7 separate regions of the Mus musculus genome follow, and regions 2, 3, 4, 5, 6 and 7 are each linked to region 1. The links are chromatin contacts, called in public Hi-C, HiChIP or PLAC-seq, Micro-C and promoter capture Hi-C maps. All regions are on one chromosome and are shown on one strand. The core of a region is the stretch at or near the end of the contact, and the rest is flanking DNA. Distances in the headings are between cores, read along the strand shown.

Region 1 (2,696 bases), core at 91-2,590:
AAGCTAGAGAGACTGGAACCCACTACGTTGCAGCTGCCGGAGGAGGAAGACGAGGAGCGTTTCCAAGGGTGGAAGCCTTTACCGAAGGAAGAAGAGCTGTCCGACAGGGAGGAGGGAGACGGGCTGGGGCTGCCGATCTTATTACAGGTAGCAGCAAGCATGGCCAGAGGAGTGGATCCCAACCTCGGTTCTTCCTGAGACCGGAGCAGAGAAGAAGGGTGGGGGAGGGGTAGTGGGCAAAGGGCCGGTGGGGGAGGGAGGAAAGAAATGTGTATTAGTCCCCTGGTAGCCTCCAGACGCCCCACTGCTCCCCATCTCTAGCTGCTGCACACTGCCACCAACTTACCCTGCACCCCCAGCTGCCCCGGCGCCCGGCTGCCTCCTACTCTACAGGAGGGGACAAGTTTGGCGGCGAGCGTCTGATTCTGGAGCAAAGCGCCACGCTAAAGAAGAGTTTAACAAGAATTCTCAACTAAGACGGCACTCTTGTGTTCACAAAGCCCTAGACGCTTTCGATCAAACGAACAGAAAGTCCAAATCCAGACTAGGGAGGGAGAAGTTTCCTTTTTACCTTACAACCTGGGGAAATTTCTGGATTGCGTTTAAGATCACTACACTGCAATCCCAAGAGAGCTTTGAAAACTCTTTTCAGATCCCCCTCAACCCATCCTTAGTTGCTTCTCCCCGGCTCTTCCATTACTCGCTCTTCCATTTTTTTCTTCTCTCTCTCTCTCTCTCTCTCTCTCTCTCTCTCTCTCTCTCTCTCTCCACCCCCTTCATCTCTCTCTCTCAATATATATCTCTCTATAATGGTAGAAATAAGACGAGCTCAACGTACCTGCAATACAAACCGGGCTGAGGAAAAATATTAAGGGGAAGGGGGAGAATCTGCAGTATGCCCAGGAGGGAAAAACTTACTCGCGTTCCCCTTCGAAATCGTCGAGTGTATTAGGGGCTATGCTCAGTTCTCCCGAGCAGGGAGCGGCCAGGCTCTGCGAGGTGGCGGGTCTCAATGCCCTACGAACCTTTCCTGTGCTGAAAAAAAAAAAAGTGGCTCTGCCTCCTCCCCCCCCCCTTTCTTTTTTCTAAACTCACTTGTATTTAGGGGGGTGGTGGTGGCTCTCAATAGAGAGACTGATAGCCCGTGGCCTGGCCGGGGCGACTTTAACCCCCTCCGATAGGCAATAAAAGGAAACTAATTAAACCAGCAAGAGAAGATCCTGAGACTCACCCCTAGAAGTGAAGTTGCCATCACACAGAAGCGCCCTCCTCCTCTCAGAGGATCTTTTTTATATTGATAAATCAGAGGCAGTGTTTTTTTTAGAGGTGTGCAATACAATGATCAGTTCCGCCCATTCCGCCACAATTGTAGCTCCCTCTCCGGCTTTGAAGTGCCGCGGAGGCGCGGCCAGCCAATCTGTGGCCTCGCCGGGCCGCGCGGCGCGCGCGCCGTGAGGTCATCGGCGCCGGCGGGAGTGTGGGGGTGCGAGTGTCGCAGAGTGTGCGTGTGCGCGCGCGTGAAAAATGATCGCGAGTGTGACCCACCTCGGAGAGAGCAGTGTAGAAAGCGGAGGGGTAACTGGGCAGGGTCGCAAAAACCGTGACCTAGCAAGGGCAGAGAGTGGTCGTACAACCACCGAGAGCGGGCCGAGTAACTACGTGTGTGACAAAAGGGGTCAGGGACAGAGCTGGAAAGTGTGTAAGGTAACTGAGTCCTTCTACCGTAGGGAGTCAGGAGCGACAGTACGTTCAATCCCGGGTGTGGAGAGGCGTGCACCCGTTTGGTGTAGGTGGAGAGTGGGTGCGCGCGATCGAGAGGGAAGACCGACGTGTGCGTGCGCGCGAGCACCAAAGCTAGGGGTAGGGAACCGAAACAATACAATAAAGTGTACGTGCCTAAGAGATTGGCGGTCTGGATAGAGAAACTGCGAAGTTGAGTGAGGCCAGTAAATAAACGCCCCAAGTCCTATCTTCAAGTTACTAACTTCCTCTGCCCTTTGAACATAAAAAAAGGAGTGACCCCCCCCCCCCAGCTTCCTGGACTCTTTCAGTATAGTTTTGAAGAAAATCTTGATACTTACCTTCCATTTCCTGATGTTTCGGTCAAATAGAAAGATTGGAAAGGGGGTAGTGATATGGTGCAAGTGTGCGCCTGCGCCTTTGAGTCCTTACTTAGATCTGGCCGCCCTTACCCTCTACCAGAGGTGGGATTCAAGCTTTGGAAGTGCACGTCCTGGAGGAGGTGTGTTTGCCCCTTGGCATGCAGTAAAATTACAAAAGGATTAGATGGAAAGAGGAGTAAGAGGGGGTGTGTTTTTCTCCCATTGGATGAGAAATTGAGGAGCATTTTACCCAGTTTATAAGTTTTCTCAGGTAACCCCACTGTGCCTTTCTGACAGAAAAATCAGAATGACTGAAATCTGTTGGTACTATTTATGTAAGAATGGAGGTGAGCTTTTCGGGCTGCATTTATAGGAGCATCTATGGTTTGAGCAAGCCATCTACCAGTGCGTTCGAGTCATCATGCGCATTTACTTCAAATTCTCTGCGTTTTAGTCACTTACTTGCTATTTTTATTATTAGTTGCCTTCAGAAATGTCATTACAATTCTGTGGTCACCACAACAGAAATTCTTAAGCCACAAAAAGGCCAGTACCAGTATGAAAGGAGAAAATCTAGTCCTTGGAGTCTTGTTG
Region 2 (2,696 bases), core at 129-2,628, 1.5 Mb after region 1:
ACTCAGTTGGTTCCTCAGGTGAGAAGTGGATCACTCTGAAGTCCCACATCCTGGTGTCATAATTGTCAAAACAAAAAGCCACACCTGTCATCTTAAAGGGAATAAGAGAGTTTATTCTGCAGCCATTCTGAGTGACCATGGTCTCAGAACAGATTTAGGTTACCCCAAATTCCACGATCCTCTTTGATAGCTGGAAATGAGCCATGGTGAGAGCATTCCCAAGTTAGAGACCAGCCAATCAGCAGGAATTTATTTTTTATTTATTTATTTTTTTAGTAGCGCTGACTGTTAAACACATGTCAGTAACTCACTAAAACTTCCTAAGACAAAATTTATTTTCATGGGAAAAAGCGAGATTTGGAATCTGATATGTGAACCCTAAAGTCTGATATGTGAACCCTAAAGTCCGGCTATGGCATTGATTTAAAACCTGAGCTTGACAGTAGGTATGACTGGATCTTGTAGTGTGACAATACATTGGTTCTGACTCTCCTCTCGTTGTAGTGCCAGGGAAGGGTAGTGATCCCCCCACCAAAAAAAAAAAAAAAAAAAAAACCAGACAGGAGCTGATCCGATGCAACGCTCAGCAGGGTCTTTATTCTATTCGAGCTAGCTCAGGCCCCTCAGTGCACCACCATCACACAGGACTGTTTTGGAGATGGGGGAGCCCCGAATATCTATAAGGGCAAGGCTTTATAGTAAGCAGCAAGCAGGAGGTAGGTGTGCAAGCATCTCATTGGAAAGCTATTGTGGCCTTTAACACAATTGGCTGGTGCTGGGAACCATATCATAAACTTAATTTCTGCTCACCTCTGCATTGGTAGTCGTTAGGCAGGGGGTGGGCTTGTAACCCGGAGCTGCAAGTTTGTTAGGGGAATTACCTGGAGACACTGGTCTTGTTGAGGGTGTAACCTGGAGATGCTGGTCTTGTTGAGGGTGTAACCTGGAGATGCTGGTCTTGTTGGGGATTAGCCTAGAGACTGGAGCTAAGCTTGGGTTTTGTTGGAGGGCAACTTGGAAACCAATGATAGGTGTCAGACTGATAGTTTAACTGCGTTCAAACTTAGGTCAGGTTCTCCAAGTGAAGACTGAACTTAAAAGATTTGTCCTCTCACCTCCATCTTCTCTGTTTAAAGGGCTGTGATTATATTGGGACCACCTGCATCTTCCAGGATAATCACCTTACAGCCAGCTGACTAGCGGCCATCATTCCACAGCAGCTGTTCTGCCCATCACAGCAACTTAGAGTCAGACTGAACCTCCCTGCAAAGGCTCAAGGGAATAGGTGCTTGGGGGCCAGCCCTGGTAATGGTCAGGTCCCACAGAGGAGATAAGGACTGGGCAAAGGGGAGTGAGTCAGACATCTTGCATCACTCCGAGTGACCGACCGGCACCCAGAATGCTTCTTTATTTATACAGAGCTCAGTAGGCAGAGCCAGATTTCTGTTGTTCCAGAAATATCCATCATATCATCTTTGTCCCTGGAGACATGCTTTAGCTTCTTCTTGGTCATAAGTTTAGTCATCATTGATATACAGCGATGGAACAGGTTTATCTTTTACAATCACTTTCCCTCATCAACCCCACAAGCCAATATTTAACAATCCTGTGGTTTCAAGGGCACTAGATAGAAAGAAAATCTCCAAGCCAGCCTGGGCAGATTGCCATGTCCCAAGCAGTGTGTTATTAACTCTTAGTGGTCAGAGTGTATAGTAAGAAGAGGCTTTTAATCTGATCTGCTGCCAGCCCCTCTAGCCTGCCGAATCTTGTCTACTTTTTAAAGTTTACTTTGTCCTGATTATCTTGTTCCTAATTTCAGGTTCAGAAGTTTTGAGAGTATCTTGGAGTCAGAGCCTCCTAAGGAAATCTTTGGCATCTTTATTTTGAATTACAACCTCCAGGGCGTAATTAAAACCTTCAGGTAAGGCCTGCTAAGAATATCTCCCTAAAAGTGGGAGGGGTCGTACGCTCAGGGCTTTCCTGGGGAAGCTTAGAAGCAGTAGTCCTGGGAGAAGGCATGATTCATAAGAGACTTTCCATCAATCTGGTACCCCACGTTGTACAAGTATTAAAAGCATGCAACAGGTGGAGCTCAAGACCGAAAGTGGAAGACCACTCAACAGCAATTGTGTCACTGGGCTCAGCTTTGCTGGATCTTTGTCAAGCAGTGGTTCTGGCTTCAGGACGTTCCCATTAGATACAGCTGTGACAAATAGGAATGGAAAAATAAACTGACTGTGTAGCTTTTCAACCCCCTTAGCATCCCTCAAACATCTCCATATACCTCCGTGTGTCGTAATGGGTTCATACAGTGCTGAGCTTCCATTCAGTGGATTCCTCTGGTGGTGGTGGCGGGGGGGGGGGGGGGTGGGAGGACAAGGATCATTCTGGAAGTTTCATATTGTGCTTCTGTAACTGTCAACATGAAAACCATCCTAAAACAACTGTCATGCATAAAAGCTTTGAAATACATGCTGGGAATGAGCCAGCTGCACAGGGCCCTTTGTGGAGCCGTATGATGGAACTGGGGCTTCTGGTCTCATGAAAAATAACCTAATTCTGGTGTGGTAAGGTTAGGTGGTACTCCTTATGGAACAGAGACAAGGTGGGCACAATCAGTATAAGCCATAATAGAGGCAGGATGGTAGGTAATGGATGTGTGTTAAGTCAATGAGTAGCCAACAAAGATGCAGTTT
Region 3 (2,696 bases), core at 131-2,630, 1.3 Mb after region 1:
ACTTAAAAATTATCTAATTGCATGAGAGAATCCTAAGAACAATCCTTTAAGGTAGCACCGAAGAAGAAAATACCTAGGAAAGGGAAAACACAGCCTGGAGAACAAGAACTGTAGCAATTCAGATCCTTGCCCATCTATAGGAAGCCACGACAGAACAAATGCTTCCTCAGCCCTTAGGTTTCCGCAAGCCAATAACATCACAGGAGCTGTGAGTCTCCAACTACTGTCTCCTTTCATGACATATAACTAAGACTTCTAGTCAAAAAAAAAAAAAATCACACCATTGTTACGATTTTTCAGTAAATACTACATAATAATCAAAAAATAATTTTTAAAAAAAGTATGAGTAGGATGTACCAAGGTATTCCCAAGCTCTGCTGAGTAGGAAGGAAGTCAGTGAGAGCTTACTGGGGCTTTCTTGAGTGGCTTGAGGATCACCAGGATGACAAGCAGGCCCTCCTTTTAACATAAAAAACATGTCTGGCCTGCTCAGGTCGTGAGATGCACTTACAACACAAGGAATGCTCCTTCACCAGGAAGTCATATCTGAACACACCATCAGAAAGTCGATATTTGAGATTCCCGGGGGTCCGACCCTCTCCCGCTCTAGGGGGCGTCCCGGAGTACTGAGTGCTCCCAGCGCTAGCAGCTCACCCAAGCTCTTCCAACTCCTAAGTCTCCCCCTCAGCAGTGGCGGCTGCCAGGGCAGTCCCGACGCCCAGACACTGCTGAGTCTTCCAAAACAAGCACGCACGTCGCAGGCCACCTGCAAACAGGACCTGCGGGAGGCCTAAGACTTTCTGTGAGACGGGGCTGGTTGACTCAGTCACCGGACACCTGCAGCTTCCCCACAGAAAGCAGCAAACAGCCCTTCTTCCTGCGATGCCCCGGCGCCCGGGTGCGCTCAGGTGCATCTAGGGGGAAGGGTGGCCGTCGCAGCCCGAGGGGCGCCCCCTAACCCCGACGTCCCAGGCCCCGCTCCAGCGGAGTCCCGCCACCTCCCCAACTTCCAGCCACGGCGTGGCGGGCCCGCGGGGCAGTCGAGGGCTCCACGTGCGCGCCCGGGCCACTCACCCGGGCGCCGGCGGCGCTCCGCTTCCTCCGCAGCGTGAGCCCGCTCCGCAGCAGCGCAGGCAGGTCCCTGAGGCGCGGCCGCAGAGACGCGGCGGGCGGCTCGCGCTCCGGCTCCCGGGCGCTCGGGCTGCGGCGCAGAGGGCCATCGGCCGGGGCCGCCGAGGCCAGGGCCGGACTCTCGCAAGGCGGCTGCATCTTGACAGAGCCCACCGCCATCCTGATGCCCTGACGGTTGCGGCGGCGCCCGCGGCTGCTCTCCTCCGCGCTCGCCTCCGCGCCTTCGCCAGGCAGCGAGAGGGCGCGACTGCGGCTCAGGCGCGGGACGCGCTGCCAGCCGCTGCCCATTGGCGCGCGCCCGGCTGGGAGCCTCGGCCCCGCGCACCGCCCCGGCCCCGCCCAGGTGCTCCCCGCCCCGCCCCGCCGCTCACCTCCGGACGGCTGAGACACTCCCACCGCCCGCGGAAGGGGCCCTGGAGCGGCGAGTGCTCTGAGCCTGCATAGGTGCGCCATTCCCAAAAACCTCCTCCCGGACCCATTCCCCCGAGTCTAAAAAGTCCCTTTGCTCCAGCCAGGAGTGGCCTGGACTGCGACCCAGAAGGCTCAGAGGTCTTCCTCCCTCCGGCGCTTAGCCTAGCCCCACAGCACAGTCGGTATCCTAGAAAATGTTCAGAATTGGTTTCTTGGGACAACATTGCCCACTCAGTGGTCGGTAGGCGCGCTCCTCATAAAAGGGGGAGCGGAGAAAACTAGTTGGGTTTGATGGGTGCTTAGTAAAATAGGTGCAAGTCTGGTGGCCCGAAGATGAATCTCTGTTGACATGTTGGAACCTGACCTCCCTGGAAGCCTTCTGTGTCTGGTGAATGTGCTTGGTAAACTGTAAAGGCTTAGCGCAGCATGAATCACTGCTTATACAATTCCAGGAGGTAGGAATTGTGGAGTGCTCAGTGGAAACCATTCCAGGAAGGCCTTCAACTCCAAGGGGTTGTGAATCTTCAACAAGGCCTTTAACCCCTCAGCACTAGGACGCTGAGACCCACTCTTTACCTATGACCGCCAAAGATCTGAAAAACCTTTAAAATGACAAGTAAGGATCCTTGACAAGGTTACTATCTCACACAGCAGATGTTTGGCCAAGTGCACACGGGAAATGTGGCCGAGTAGGGAGAGTGGAGATCTTGCCCTTAAGAAAAGGGAAATTCAGCCTGATGTAGATAAATACTAAGAGGAAATCAGGTAGTCCCTAAACTCTTGCTAATTATCAAGTGAATGTAAATACTAAAACCTCCTGGGAAGAGCAACCTAAGCCAGGCCAAGAAATTTACACAATGTCTTAAAGCTTAGAGCCCTTCAAGGAGATTTGAAATTGTGATTTCAAACTCTTAGGTGGCTCACATAGGGCCAGAGGGAGCCTTTGGACCTGGAGGCTATGTCCTGTTAGAGAAGGGTGATGTCATAATGAAGAAGTCGGGGGAAATAGAATTTGTGTTGTCCGCTTACTGCAGAAGACTTACATTTTGTCCCCTTAACCTATGTACATTTATTGAGAAGGAGTCAGTAATGAGCTCTATAGTCTGTTATGGTTTCCAAATGTCTGTGATGCAGATTTATCCAAGAATGAAACT
Region 4 (2,696 bases), core at 111-2,610, 1.3 Mb after region 1:
ATTTTCTTGATGACTGGTAGATATGGAAGGTCTCAGGCCACTGCTGGCAGAAATATCCCTAGGCAGGTGGTCCCGAGCTTTACAAGAAGGGTAGCCATGGTGAGCAATCCAGCAGGCAGCACTCCTCCAGAGCTAATGCTTCAGTTCCTGCCTCCAGGTTCTTGCCTCGAACACTTTGCTGGCTTCCCTCAATGATGGGTTATAAACTGTAAGCAAAATAAACTTTTCTTCCCCAAACTGCTTTTGGTTGTAGTATTATCACAGCAATAGAAAGCTAACTGATATAGTAGTAGAAGAAAATTAGAGCCCACCTCTAGAGATCATGAAGAACTCAACCAAAATCCTTGAACAAAAAGATCCAAGGAGCCATTGTGGGGAAAAGCAGACATGTGGGTATACCTGCAGTGAGGGGCCATTTGGCATGTACTCTGTAGCACTGGCAATGTTCATACATACAGGGCTCCTCACCATGGATCTCCAGATCCAGTGAAAATATCCTATGTCTAAGCTGCATTCAATGTACCTAACCTTCTGATCATCCTAGCTCAGCCACACAGTATGCTGAGAGGTGTGGGCTGACTCCCTATCTGATCACATGGATAATTGAGTGCTGTGACACTGGAACCCTGCAGTGAGAAAGTTTCAACACTGCACTGCTAGCCCAGGAAAAGAGCCACAGTCAGAATATGAACTTTGCTCTCTGCTGAATGTGGTTTCACTCTCACATGATCGGTAGGTGAAAACCTCTTTTAAGTTAAGCCATCCTAAACCAAGGGCCAACTGTATGGACACAAGATCACTGAGCAATGTGTACTGACTACACTCTGATCTATTGCTTGTTCTTTCCCAATCACTGTTCTAATACTTTCTACAAACACTAGCACTCAATTGTTACTCAAGGCTGTCTTTGGAAGCACAGAGCAGTCAAGCACAGTTCACAGTCATTGAGCTGGTGAGTGCTGGCTGGTTCCACTGTTAGTGTTGGGCATCACCATATCTATCCTTTTCCCTAGAAACTGACTTTGTTCCTGCCTCTTTGAACCCTGTTGACAGCCTTCCAATCACTCTGAAGCTGACCTGCACACATCACAACATTCTTCCGTGATTTTCAGTTTCTCATGTTTGAAATCAAGACTTCCTCTAACTGCCTCACCCTAGATCCAAGTATAAAGAAGAAAGTGTGCACACAGAAGAGTCTCCAATTCACCAGGCCCCCGGAACAGACTAGTCACCTGAGAAACACAGGAGAGGAGGGTTGGTGGGGACATACGTATTGGTGTTGAAAGAATAGAATTGATTGTTCTTATCAATTCAAGATGATAGGGGAGAGGGGTCAGCCACAAAGTGCACAGTGATCTTATCAACTGGACTTATCAACCCGGAAGAGAAGGCTGGCTGGCCCTGGGCAGGTGCAGTGTGAGGACAAGGAGGGAACTTATTTATAAAACTAAATTTACTCTATCACAAAATCGACTGCATTGTGAAGAGCAGCTTTATTTTGATGGTGCAGAGTGAAGTTATACGAGCTGGTGGAAGACAATTGAGGGGGGCTAAAGGAAAGAAGGAAACTAAGCCTTCATTGCTTACACATGAAGGTGCCATAGGCATCAGATATGGCAAGAGCGAGAAGACAATCTTAAACAGGGTGGCCAAGAAGCCTGGCATTTTCCATTGAAGAATGACATTTGGGCAACCCATAGCTAGTGAAGTAAGAGAGGTAGGCACTGAACAAAGGCCTTGGAGTGGGAGCATGCCCAGCATGATTGGCAAGAAGGACAGCAGGAGGACAGCAGTGCAATAAGACAAGAGTATGGCTGCATTTGACCCAAAGGAGACACCGTCTCCTTTGTTTATAAAGTACATTCTCCAAAAAAGTTCTCACCTCCATCCCAGTGTAAAGTAAGTCAGACACTGAGCAAGCCAGAGAGCTGTCTCCGCAACCTGCGTTGCCTAATAACTAACTTTGATTGCTATTTTACAAGTGGCTTTGTTCTCTTCATAGTGCAACAGCAAGTCTAATTTTTCAGATCAAAGAACTGTCAGTAGCGTAATTGCTCAGTAAAGTATTTTTAGCAAGGCTTCCTCAAAACAATAGTGAGTGCGGTACACTTCATGTGCTAGCAGATCGGTTCTCAGGCTGGTAGGCTGCTTCTCTGCCTCCAGGTCTCAAAGAACAAGTAAGCCTATTTCTTAGAGTCTATCACAAGTTCCTATTTTAAGTGTTAGATGTATATAAACAAGTCACACCCCACCCTCACCAGTGACACAGACCTAGACCCTCTCTCTAATAGACCAAGCTCTTTCTCATTTCTCCTCCACACTACAGTTTTACTGCCGATTACAAAGAGGTAGGTTCCCGAGCTCTCAAGGTACTCTGTCTTCTCACTAGGGTGATTATTATCTATTGTGTAACATGCACCTTTTTGCAAAACAGACATAGAACTATCAACGTTTCTCTGTTCAGGGCTTTGAGCCACCGAGGACCGGATTCACGCCTTACTCATTTCTATATTTTCAGCTCCAAGTGAGAGAGATAATACTAATATTTTGCTTTTCTTCTGCTTCATGGTCTCTGAAAGGATGACACTCCCAGTGTCTCAATGAATAACACCATGAAAGTTGCTCTGGCCAATGAAATATGAACCAGTTAATTCAAGTAGAGACCAAAGTAAAAGTCATGTGCAAGTCTCTATTGG
Region 5 (2,696 bases), core at 129-2,628, 1.2 Mb after region 1:
ATTGATGTTCAAACTGACAAGCCTAAGAAAAGATCTGCTGGCATCACTTTGGGGCAAGAGGTAAGAAGGAGGAGCCATAGCCCAGGTGCTCTGGAAGCTAAGGCAGGAGGATCACATGTTCAAGCCAACCTGAGGCAAGGACCAAAACACTGACTGAAGCTTGGAAAGGGGGCCTGGGATATAGCTTAGTGGTAAAGAAAGCTCTGAAACTTTACATTTAATTCACAGATGAGGGAGGAGGCAGAAGAGGAAGGAAGGGAGGGAGGGAGGGAGGGAGGGAGGGAGGGAGGGAGGGAGGGAGGGAAGGAAGAGAGAGGGAGGGAGGGAAGAAGGAGGAAGGGAGGGGGAGGGAAGAAAGGAGGAAGGAAGGGAGGAGGGGGGAAGGGAGGGAGGGGGAGTGGGACGGAGGAGTGTTAAGGAAAGGAGGGAGATGGTGTGGAAGTCTCAGGGCAACCTGAGACTTTCAATGTGTAGGGCTGGGGAGCTTGAAGACACTGTGGCCCTTGCTGAGTAGGAACACAGAACACAAATGCAGGATCAGGCTACAACAGAGTCCTCTTCCTTTCAGATAGAATCCGACAGCTCAGTGAAGCAGAAACAAGCTGGAGAGATCATATGCAATGGTTTCTTAGTACACTGGTACTGAGGCAGCCTCTGGAGGAGGGGTGTGTGGTGAGGTTGGTAGCCTAAATAAGACATTACTGGAAAAGTGGCCTCAGGGATGCAGCAGGGGACGAACCAGTTATGAAGAGAAAGACTGCCCGGCGGCTTTGTGAACTGCTGAGGCTAGAAAAGACATTTGTGGTTTTATGACTTTCTTGCTGCTCTAAGTGCTTAGGAGCCTTAACGGAAATGAGTGACTGATGAAGCCCATCCAGGGTAAGGAATACACAGGGAGCTATCAGAAGCCAGGGTGGGGAGAGGACCCAGGGATCAGGCACATCAGGAAAATAGCCCTTCATCACAGAGTGTCTGAAGGGGCAGATCCATTGTGAAAACTGAGGGCTGCTGACCATCAACCACATGGGCTAACAGCATAGGCTTTATTCAAGGGAGCAAAGGCTCCACAGTTCTGAGTAGTGAAGACTAAGGGGAGGGACAGAGGCCCCTGAATGACACCAGTACTTTGGGTTGGGTCCTAGGTTCCAGATTTACTACAATGCTGACAACTTCCTAAGTGGTTAGTGCACTAAAAGCGTCTTTGGTTTGAGCTTTTAGCCTCTTGTCCTTGATCCCTTGAAGCAGCTTGAACAGGTCCAGAATTACAAAGGAAGAAGGCAACTTTTTTCATTTAAAACAAATCCCTTTCCACATGCCCAACTGGAATTTATGTTAATGAGGTCACAGTGGGGAAAGTCACCAAATAACCCCACCATAGGAGGCCAGGTTGCTAAGGAAACCAACCACCTGCTCAGAGGGCTCACTGCCCCTGTCCTCATCCCTAAAGGTTTTAGTGGTCACCAAGGCCCAATGACCTAATCAATTATGCATGCATAAGGAACTCGGTATGAAGGACCGAGTTCAAGGGTTTCTGGGAAAGTGAGTGAGGGTCCATCCACCTGTCCAGAAGGCAGTGCATCCCAGCTGCACAGAAAGCAGTTGTACCTAGGACATATGCCTTTGCTGTTCATTTGTGTCCTTTAAAATATTCTTTACAATAAACTGGTAAATGTATCTCCTGGGTTCTGAAGCCACTTTAGAAAATGACTGGAACCAAAGGGGTAGATTGTGGAAACGCCAATGTACAGCCAATAGATCAGAAGCATGGATAAAACAGCCTGAAGCTCCTGATTGGCATCAAACTTTGGGGCTCAGCCTACAGGGTCTGATGCTACTCCCTGGTAGACAGTGTCATATACAGTTGAATTATGGGTAGTTGAGCTTAGATCACTACAGAACTGACCATTTTTCTGGTTGGTAGGGGACCCCCTCACACATATCTGGTCACAAAAGTATTCTGTGTTGACAGCTGAGTAAGAAAGAAAAAGCCCTGTGCTGCCCTTGACAGCTGAGTAAGAAAGAAAAAGCCCTGTGCTGCCCCAAGCCACAATTTTAGACCCTGACACATGGGAGCTGAGCTGGCAGTTACAACCAGACCTTAATGTTCTGTTCTACACGATTTTGTAGGGAATCAACAGCAGACAATGTCACTAAATAATCACAGCGGGTCAAAACAAAAATGCAGCCTTTTAGTTATTATATCCGAATGAAGAATGAATATTGTTCAACCCACAAAATCCCCCAAAGCCTGTCTGCTACCTGCTGCTCTTTCTTTGCCCTAGCCTGCATTCTCTGTTGGGAGGATAAGACTTAGTCACAGAATTACCCTAGTTTCTAGACAGTAATCCAGAGCAAAGCCTCACTTCCTTGGGATCTTTCCAAGGTCAAATCCCGGAGTACCTTCCTGTAACTCTTTCTCTAGGATCCCCTTCTAGAGCATGAAGTCTCAAGATGCGTACACAACAGCAATGAGGCCAATTCAGTCACCTGCAGGGGTGGTCCTGGAGGTGGTCTCTGATGAGGTTAACAGGGTCTCATGCTGCCCTGGAACTAGAGTGATAAAGGAGATGGCACAATGGAGTTTTGGAGAAAAAGCACTTATTGGTAAGGTGTTAAGTGTCAGGCATTCCTGTCAGTGATAGAGGGGCATGAGGCGTATGAGTATGACGGGAAGGCAGAAGCCAGACAACGAGTCC
Region 6 (2,696 bases), core at 93-2,592, 1.1 Mb after region 1:
AATTACACAATCTCTTACTATCGTTCATGGTTTTGAATTAAAAACCTCATTGCAAGATTTCAAAAATGAGTAGTCGGCACAGTTAGCTTTTACACTTTGTACACAGCAAGCTAAACTCTGCACTCCCTTGGCTACCATTAATAAAGCCTAGAAGCTTGGCCTCACAGAGAACTTCAAATCACAGGCTCCTTTTAGCAGCTGGTATGTCCTCTCTTCTGTGCTCCCAAGTATGGTGATGTCCAGTGACAGTATTTTCAGGCATATCTTCAAGTGTTTTACCTGAATCTATCCATTTTGTCCTCACAAAGGCTTTCTAAGGTGGCTACAGAGAAACTAGGGCTCAAGAGACAGTCACAGCTAAGCCATACTTATGCTGTTGTGACGGCGTAGGAATCAGTTGCAGGGAGGGTGGATCCTTCAGACATGGACCTCAGGCTATGAAAACCCTTAGGTCTCTTGCTTCCAGTTAGAGTCGGCCTGCTTAGCTTCTGCCACACATGGTGCCCCTGCAACTTGTAACTGTTCCCCACATTCTTTCCTGCATGTCTTCCTACTTGCTTCAATCTCTCCCCTTAAGCTCTCTGAGGACTAACTGATGGCAGCAGGTGGGATGGTTGCTCTACTAAGGTGTGTGTGTGTAAATGTCAGTGTGTAAGTGAATGTGTGAGTGTGTGTATGTATATGTGAGTGTATGTTTATTATTATGTGAATGTGTGAGTACATGTAAGTGTATGTATATGTGTGTGTGTATATGTGAGTGTCTGAGTGTATAGGTGTGTGTTAGTATGTTTGTCAGTGTGTGTGTAAATGTCAGTGTGTAAGTAAATGTGTATGACTGTGTGTGCATATGAGTGTATGTTTATGAGTATGTGAGTGTGTATGAGTATATATGTACATATATGTGTGTGTGTGTATGTTTGTGAGTGTGTAGGTATATGTATGTGAGTGTGTGCATGTGTGTGAGTGTGTATGAGTATATGAGTGTGTATGAGTATATGTGCATGTATGTATATGTAAGTGTGTGTGTGGATGTGTGTGTGTGTGAATGAATATGTGGGTGTATGTAAGTGTGTGTGCGTGTGCGAGTATGTATGTTTGAGTGTATGTGAATGTGTTTATGAGTTTGTGAGTGTGTGAGTGGGTATAAGTGAGTGTAAGTGTATGAGTGTGTTTGGGTAAGTGTGTGAGTGTGACTGAGTGTGTGTATGAGGTATATATGTGTTAGTATATGTGGTGTGTGTGCACATGTTTGTCTAATGCTAGTGTGGCTGCAGGAAGCTTTAGTACACAAGGGACTGGTGAACAGGAAGCTGAGGAAATGACAGAGGGGCAGAGGCTGCATGAGAAGAAAGGCTTTAACAGTTGGAGGTTTAGTGCAGTTATCCAAATGCTGCTTCCCTGTTCCACAGCAATTCTAGCTTCACAATGAAGACTAATGTTGTACTCATAGAGGCACCGACATCTCAGTCCTCCAGGACCAGCAGAAGAGGGAGTGGCAGCTTAACCAGGACGGAAGTGGGGGAGCAGAGGATGATGGCCAGGCCAGTCAGCAAAGGGACTCCTTTCCAGAATCACTTATGAGGCCAGTCAATGGGGCCTGATTGTGCATGCAGTATCTCTGAGAGGCAGAGGGCAGATGAAGGTGTATTTCTATAAAAACCTCTTGAAACAATTAAAATGTGGCCAAGGAAAATTCTCCCCATTCCCTTTCCCTGGGGAGCACAGAAGGTCAGGAGTTCAGGCCAGATTCTATAGACTTCCCTCCCACTGATGCTGGCCGACAGATCACTCAGCTGTCAGCAAGTGGAATTGACAGGTCACATGACTTGTGTGTGCTCGGCAGAAAAGAGCTCGGTGGTCAAGGTTGGGCTGTCAACACCAGCTAGGTCCCACTTCTCAGAGACAGAACAAATACTCTCGAGCAGCAATTTTCCTCTGATGCATACATCCTGTTGAACGACAGGATCTCTCACACACAGTACACCGTGTGCTGACATTTCTGAAACTTGGATGCAGACACTGCTTTCTCTCTGGGCTCTTTACATAGCTTTATTCTTGCTTAAGTGTTTTATGGTATTAAAGAAAATAATACAGGGCTTAGAAACAAAGCAATTTAAACACTCAAGTTTCTGGTGACAGTGCTTTGACACTGCTCAAGTACAAGTAAGCATTCCAGACATTAAAAAAAAAAAAACCAACTGGGCATTTGAATAACAATTCCATGCTAATATGGAAGTATGAAGGTTGAGGCTACTATAAGATATTAAGTGAGAGTCCTGTTACTTCTCTGCTGTAGTTAGACAGGAAACATTTCTAGAAGATGGCATCACATACCATAACAGATGGGAAATCATTACCTTTAAGCAGTAAGGGCATGAAAGGGATTTTTGGTGGCTTCATCTTTTTGAACGCATCCCTGTAGGCTTTGTGGTTTAGGGAAGGATCCTGCCAACCAAGGAGATCACAGAGAAAAAGAAAAATCAATGTACCGTAGAAGCAATTCTCAATCTATGTCTGCTGTACAATTCGAACATGATTTGACGCAGATAGATTCTTCCTAAGAATGAAGTGGATAAAGGTTTCCTTGGAGAATAAACCCACTAATTAGGGTAGGAAATCTAGGCAATACACAGAATCCAAGTTATTGGTTTATGATAATGGGAGGCGACACCAAAAGGAGACAGACACCTTTTGAT
Region 7 (2,696 bases), core at 65-2,564, 1.1 Mb before region 1:
AGCGCCTTTTCATTATCAGGTAGTTATTTTATTGATTTTGGTGGCTTCCTTGCAATTCTTCCTACATGAGCAAACAAAATGTTTGTTAGGTCTGCCCCTGACCTGAAACAAAACAAAACAAAACAACCCCCCCCCCAAAAAAAACCCAATATTGTTTTCTGAGTAGATAAGCACACTTTAAAGTGAGTTACTCTACCATTAGGATGGCATTACATTTCTTACTGCTGTTTGTTTAACTGGTGGCCTTGAACTTACAACAGAATATTCAGAAGTGAGTATGAGAAAGGTAGCAAGGCAAATTGAAAGCAGTGCTTTCTGAGACAATGCTCATCTTTCCTCAGACCTTTCAGAGGCTCAGCTCACTTTCCATTTTGGTCATATCACTGTTGCATCGGTGCACCTTGAGCATACTGCCCACATATAAACAGATAACTACCCCTTGCTTGCTCTTTGTACAATAAAATGATGTAACATTTTCAGTAAAAGACATAAACAAGTGAGTTTGCCCTTGTCAGGTGTAACCCTGTAAAGACTAACACTGGTCAGTCTTGCAGAATCCTCAAACTGACCCTCCTCCCCTCAAGTTTAAATAAAGCCATTCATTTTAGTTTTAAATCCAGTGAAGAGGAAAAAAGCTTCCCTAATACACAAAAAGACAATATAAACCAGCAGAGCTTGTCAATTGGAACCTACAGGCAGAGGAGTATTATAATATTGTTTTCCCAGGAGACAGTGACTAAGGCACGCACACACTGACCATCCCCGAAAAGAGGTAAAGAGAGAGTGAAATGGCTCAACGTACACACACCCCGCTCCATACCGGGGACGAGTCTCCGAGCTGCGGCGTGTGCTCTCGGAGAGCCAGGCTGAAGCTGACCGCCCCCACGGCCACGCTGGACACCCCCAGCCCTATCTCCAGCACAGAGAGCACCAAAAGGCTCCCAATGATCTGGCCGCTGGTGCACATTCTCCTTGGGTCATCATTCCTTCCAGCTCAGAGATGAAAGCTGATCATCTACCTTCTTTCTTCCAAAGTCCTCCTCAGCCCCTTCCGCCCCCTACCACAGTCCAGCTCCTCAAACTTTTCTTTCTTCACCAGCAAAACATTATCCACAAGGTCTGGATTTTCAGAACCAGAGAACCATTTCCGTGGGCCTGGCCAGAGAAGACAGCTAATCCAGCCCGTGGCGGGTTCACACAGGGACTGTTGAGCGATGGGTGGGAGTCCAGAAGCTTTTATTGAGGAGCCAGGCTCTGGAGAACGGACTCTGGATCGGAAGCCTTGCCAGTGTCGGAGGCGCAGTCCAGAGTTCTGCCGTGTCTCTGCTCTGCGCCCCCAGGAGCCTTCCGCACCTCTCTGGCTCCCTTCTTCCTGGCGGAGGAACCAAGCTTGATTTCCTAGTAATAAAGGGGAGCTGCTTACAACTCCTCTCCGCCTGTCCTCTCGCCTTCCCTCCTTTGTTTTCCTGTCTGCGCAAAGTGCTTCTGTGAGTCTCTAGGTCTCTAGGCAGAGCGGGTGGATGGTATTCAGCACCACGTTCCTAGCACTTGCTGTGTCGCCAGAAAAAGCGACCTTGTCTGATGGCCTCTTTCCGTCTGGATTTTTTTCCCCCGTTGTTGTCCTCTTCCTCCCCCCTCTCTTGAATCTGATTCTCTCTCATTGCTATGACCTCATTGGGGTTTAGGAGGCTAACGGAGGAGGGAGAATCCTGATGTATTTGTGGGTCTAGGACCAATACTCTTGGCTGACCTCTGATTCGCCCCGCCCCTGCACCCAACCTAAGTATCCTAAACTCGTTACTCCTCTACTCAATTCCTCTTGGGTTTCTGCCTCAGACAGGAGGGGTGGCTATGCCTGGTCCTTATATCAATATAGGCTCATTCTATGCAAAACTTTCCTCTACATGTACTTTTCTCTGGTTCAGGAGCAAAGGAAAACCAAGTGCACGGAAATAGAAAGAAGCCAGACCCCTGATTATACAAAGATTTGAGCGGACCCTCATTGGAGGACTCATTTATATCAGTGAGCCCAGACTGGAGCCTGCTCTTTAAGAGAGAGGGTCCATTCTGCTATCACTACTTTGTACCTTCTTATCCTAGAGGGAAGAAGCTGTCTGCTGGAGGCATATTTTCCTTGATAGCTACATACCTGAGAGGCATAGTCAGAAGCAGCTTACAGAGACCCTGTGTTGTTATCTCATTTCAGTTGAGATACATACACTTAAGTACTACACCAGAACAAGCATTACTTATAAACAGAGAAAAAGTCTGACCTAGTACAAAACTGATTTTGACCATCTTCAATTCTGAATCATTATGGCAGGGACTCAAGCGTGGGCTGTGTGATTTTGTTGCTCTTTCTGGTGAATTTTGGGAGCCTAGATATAGTGGAATTGCTTATATTTTACTGATCCCCCCCCCCCCCCCAGGAAACATCTCAAGGTGTTCTACTGAAAATTTTCTGGATGAGTTCTGAGTTATGGATTCATCAACCATCTTTCTCAAGAACTTATTCTTCAGTTAGAGATGCGTTGAAGGGAAATATAGACAAAGGGGACCACAATATGAGGGCATCTTTGCCTCTGCCCACATGCAGACAAATACACAGTAAGCTCCTTTGGGATTACATGACGCATTTTTTATTTTCAAGAACCAATGTGAGGAAACAGAAGCCCTAATTCTGCCCCAGGAGTGTC

The links. Promoter capture Hi-C pulls out the DNA fragments that hold promoters and counts their contacts. Hi-C and Micro-C count contacts between places; a contact is called where the count stands out from the background. HiChIP or PLAC-seq counts read pairs in DNA pulled down with a chosen protein or histone mark.
Region 2: a contact with region 1 is called in a Hi-C map of stem cell-derived neural stem cells, with 3 times the contacts expected there. The contact joins the enhancer-like site here to the promoter of Sp8 in region 1. A contact is called at or near these places in 6 of 39 promoter capture datasets (embryonic stem cells, hippocampal neurons, liver and 2 more), 3 of 15 datasets of contacts at CTCF or cohesin (embryonic stem cells, large pre-B cells and pro-B cells), 34 of 484 Hi-C or Micro-C datasets (B cells, LSK cells, adipose-derived mesenchymal stem cells and 22 more), 9 of 115 datasets of contacts at active chromatin or transcription factors (astrocytes, bone marrow-derived macrophages, embryonic forebrain and 5 more) and 4 of 9 other capture datasets (embryonic stem cells, embryonic tail, liver and 1 more).
Region 3: an H3K4me3 HiChIP or PLAC-seq map of embryonic stem cells shows a contact between it and region 1, with 5 times the contacts expected there. The contact joins the promoter of Rapgef5 here to the promoter of Sp8 in region 1. A contact is called at or near these places in 4 of 39 promoter capture datasets (embryonic stem cells, hippocampal neurons, liver and 1 more), 5 of 115 datasets of contacts at active chromatin or transcription factors (embryonic hindbrain, embryonic stem cells, pancreatic cancer cells and 1 more) and 3 of 9 other capture datasets (embryonic stem cells, embryonic tail and embryonic trunk).
Region 4: a promoter capture Hi-C map of liver shows a contact between it and region 1, with 3 times the contacts expected there. The contact joins the enhancer-like site here to the promoter of Sp8 in region 1. A contact is called at or near these places in 6 of 39 promoter capture datasets (embryonic stem cells, hippocampal neurons, liver and 2 more), 2 of 115 datasets of contacts at active chromatin or transcription factors (embryonic stem cells and stem cell-derived neural progenitor cells) and 1 of 9 other capture datasets (embryonic stem cells).
Region 5: a Micro-C map of embryonic stem cells shows a contact between it and region 1, with 8 times the contacts expected there. The contact joins the enhancer-like site here to the promoter of Sp8 in region 1. A contact is called at or near these places in 6 of 39 promoter capture datasets (embryonic stem cells, liver and pre-B cells), 1 of 15 datasets of contacts at CTCF or cohesin (embryonic stem cells), 14 of 484 Hi-C or Micro-C datasets (differentiating embryonic stem cells, embryonic stem cells and stem cell-derived epiblast-like cells), 8 of 115 datasets of contacts at active chromatin or transcription factors (embryonic stem cells, pancreatic cancer cells and stem cell-derived epiblast-like cells) and 1 of 9 other capture datasets (embryonic stem cells).
Region 6: a contact with region 1 is called in an H3K4me3 HiChIP or PLAC-seq map of stem cell-derived neural progenitor cells, with 3 times the contacts expected there. The contact joins the enhancer-like site here to the promoter of Sp8 in region 1. A contact is called at or near these places in 3 of 39 promoter capture datasets (embryonic stem cells, hippocampal neurons and liver) and 3 of 115 datasets of contacts at active chromatin or transcription factors (embryonic stem cells, large pre-B cells and stem cell-derived neural progenitor cells).
Region 7: a contact with region 1 is called in a promoter capture Hi-C map of hippocampal neurons, with 4 times the contacts expected there. The contact joins the promoter of Tmem196 here to the promoter of Sp8 in region 1. A contact is called at or near these places in 6 of 39 promoter capture datasets (cranial neural crest, frontonasal cranial neural crest, hematopoietic stem and progenitor cells and 3 more) and 1 of 9 other capture datasets (adipose tissue).

Annotation. Positions count from the first base shown.
Region 1 is chr12:118,845,877-118,848,572 of GRCm38.p6, reverse strand. It overlaps Sp8 (trans-acting transcription factor 8), which reads right to left and starts at 1,340. Exons shown (of 2, transcript NM_001379379.1): 1 at 1,232-1,340; 2 at 1-194. The coding sequence starts at 1,252.
Region 2 is chr12:117,388,668-117,391,363 of GRCm38.p6, reverse strand. No RefSeq gene overlaps it. Among named protein-coding and RNA genes, the nearest start is that of Gm5441, 53 kb to the right of the region's middle. Within about 2 kb of position 1,378, at least 12 of the 459 cell types and tissues checked have an H3K27ac peak or open chromatin away from gene starts, as enhancers often do. A contact at or near this core is called in adipose-derived mesenchymal stem cells and stem cell-derived neural stem cells, where this site is marked.
Region 3 is chr12:117,532,612-117,535,307 of GRCm38.p6, reverse strand. Rapgef5 (Rap guanine nucleotide exchange factor (GEF) 5) reads right to left here and starts at 1,380. Exons shown (of 26, transcript NM_001373989.1): 1 at 1,075-1,380. The coding sequence starts at 1,290.
Region 4 is chr12:117,552,910-117,555,605 of GRCm38.p6, reverse strand. All of the region lies in intron 1 of Rapgef5 (Rap guanine nucleotide exchange factor (GEF) 5), which reads right to left. Among named protein-coding and RNA genes, the nearest start is that of Rapgef5, 20 kb to the right of the region's middle. Within about 2 kb of position 1,360, at least 30 of the 459 cell types and tissues checked have an H3K27ac peak or open chromatin away from gene starts, as enhancers often do. A contact at or near this core is called in liver, where this site is marked.
Region 5 is chr12:117,682,848-117,685,543 of GRCm38.p6, reverse strand. The region is part of intron 9 of Rapgef5 (Rap guanine nucleotide exchange factor (GEF) 5); the gene reads right to left. Among named protein-coding and RNA genes, the nearest start is that of Rapgef5, 150 kb to the right of the region's middle. Within about 2 kb of position 1,378, at least 17 of the 459 cell types and tissues checked have an H3K27ac peak or open chromatin away from gene starts, as enhancers often do. A contact at or near this core is called in differentiating embryonic stem cells, embryonic stem cells and stem cell-derived epiblast-like cells, where this site is marked.
Region 6 is chr12:117,743,922-117,746,617 of GRCm38.p6, reverse strand. It overlaps Rapgef5 (Rap guanine nucleotide exchange factor (GEF) 5), which reads right to left. Exons shown (of 26, transcript NM_001373989.1): 23 at 2,358-2,445. Among named protein-coding and RNA genes, the nearest start is that of Cdca7l, 99 kb to the left of the region's middle. Within about 2 kb of position 1,342, at least 30 of the 459 cell types and tissues checked have an H3K27ac peak or open chromatin away from gene starts, as enhancers often do.
Region 7 is chr12:119,944,745-119,947,440 of GRCm38.p6, reverse strand. Tmem196 (transmembrane protein 196) reads right to left here and starts at 1,314. Exons shown (of 5, transcript NM_001294154.2): 1 at 821-1,314. The coding sequence starts at 967.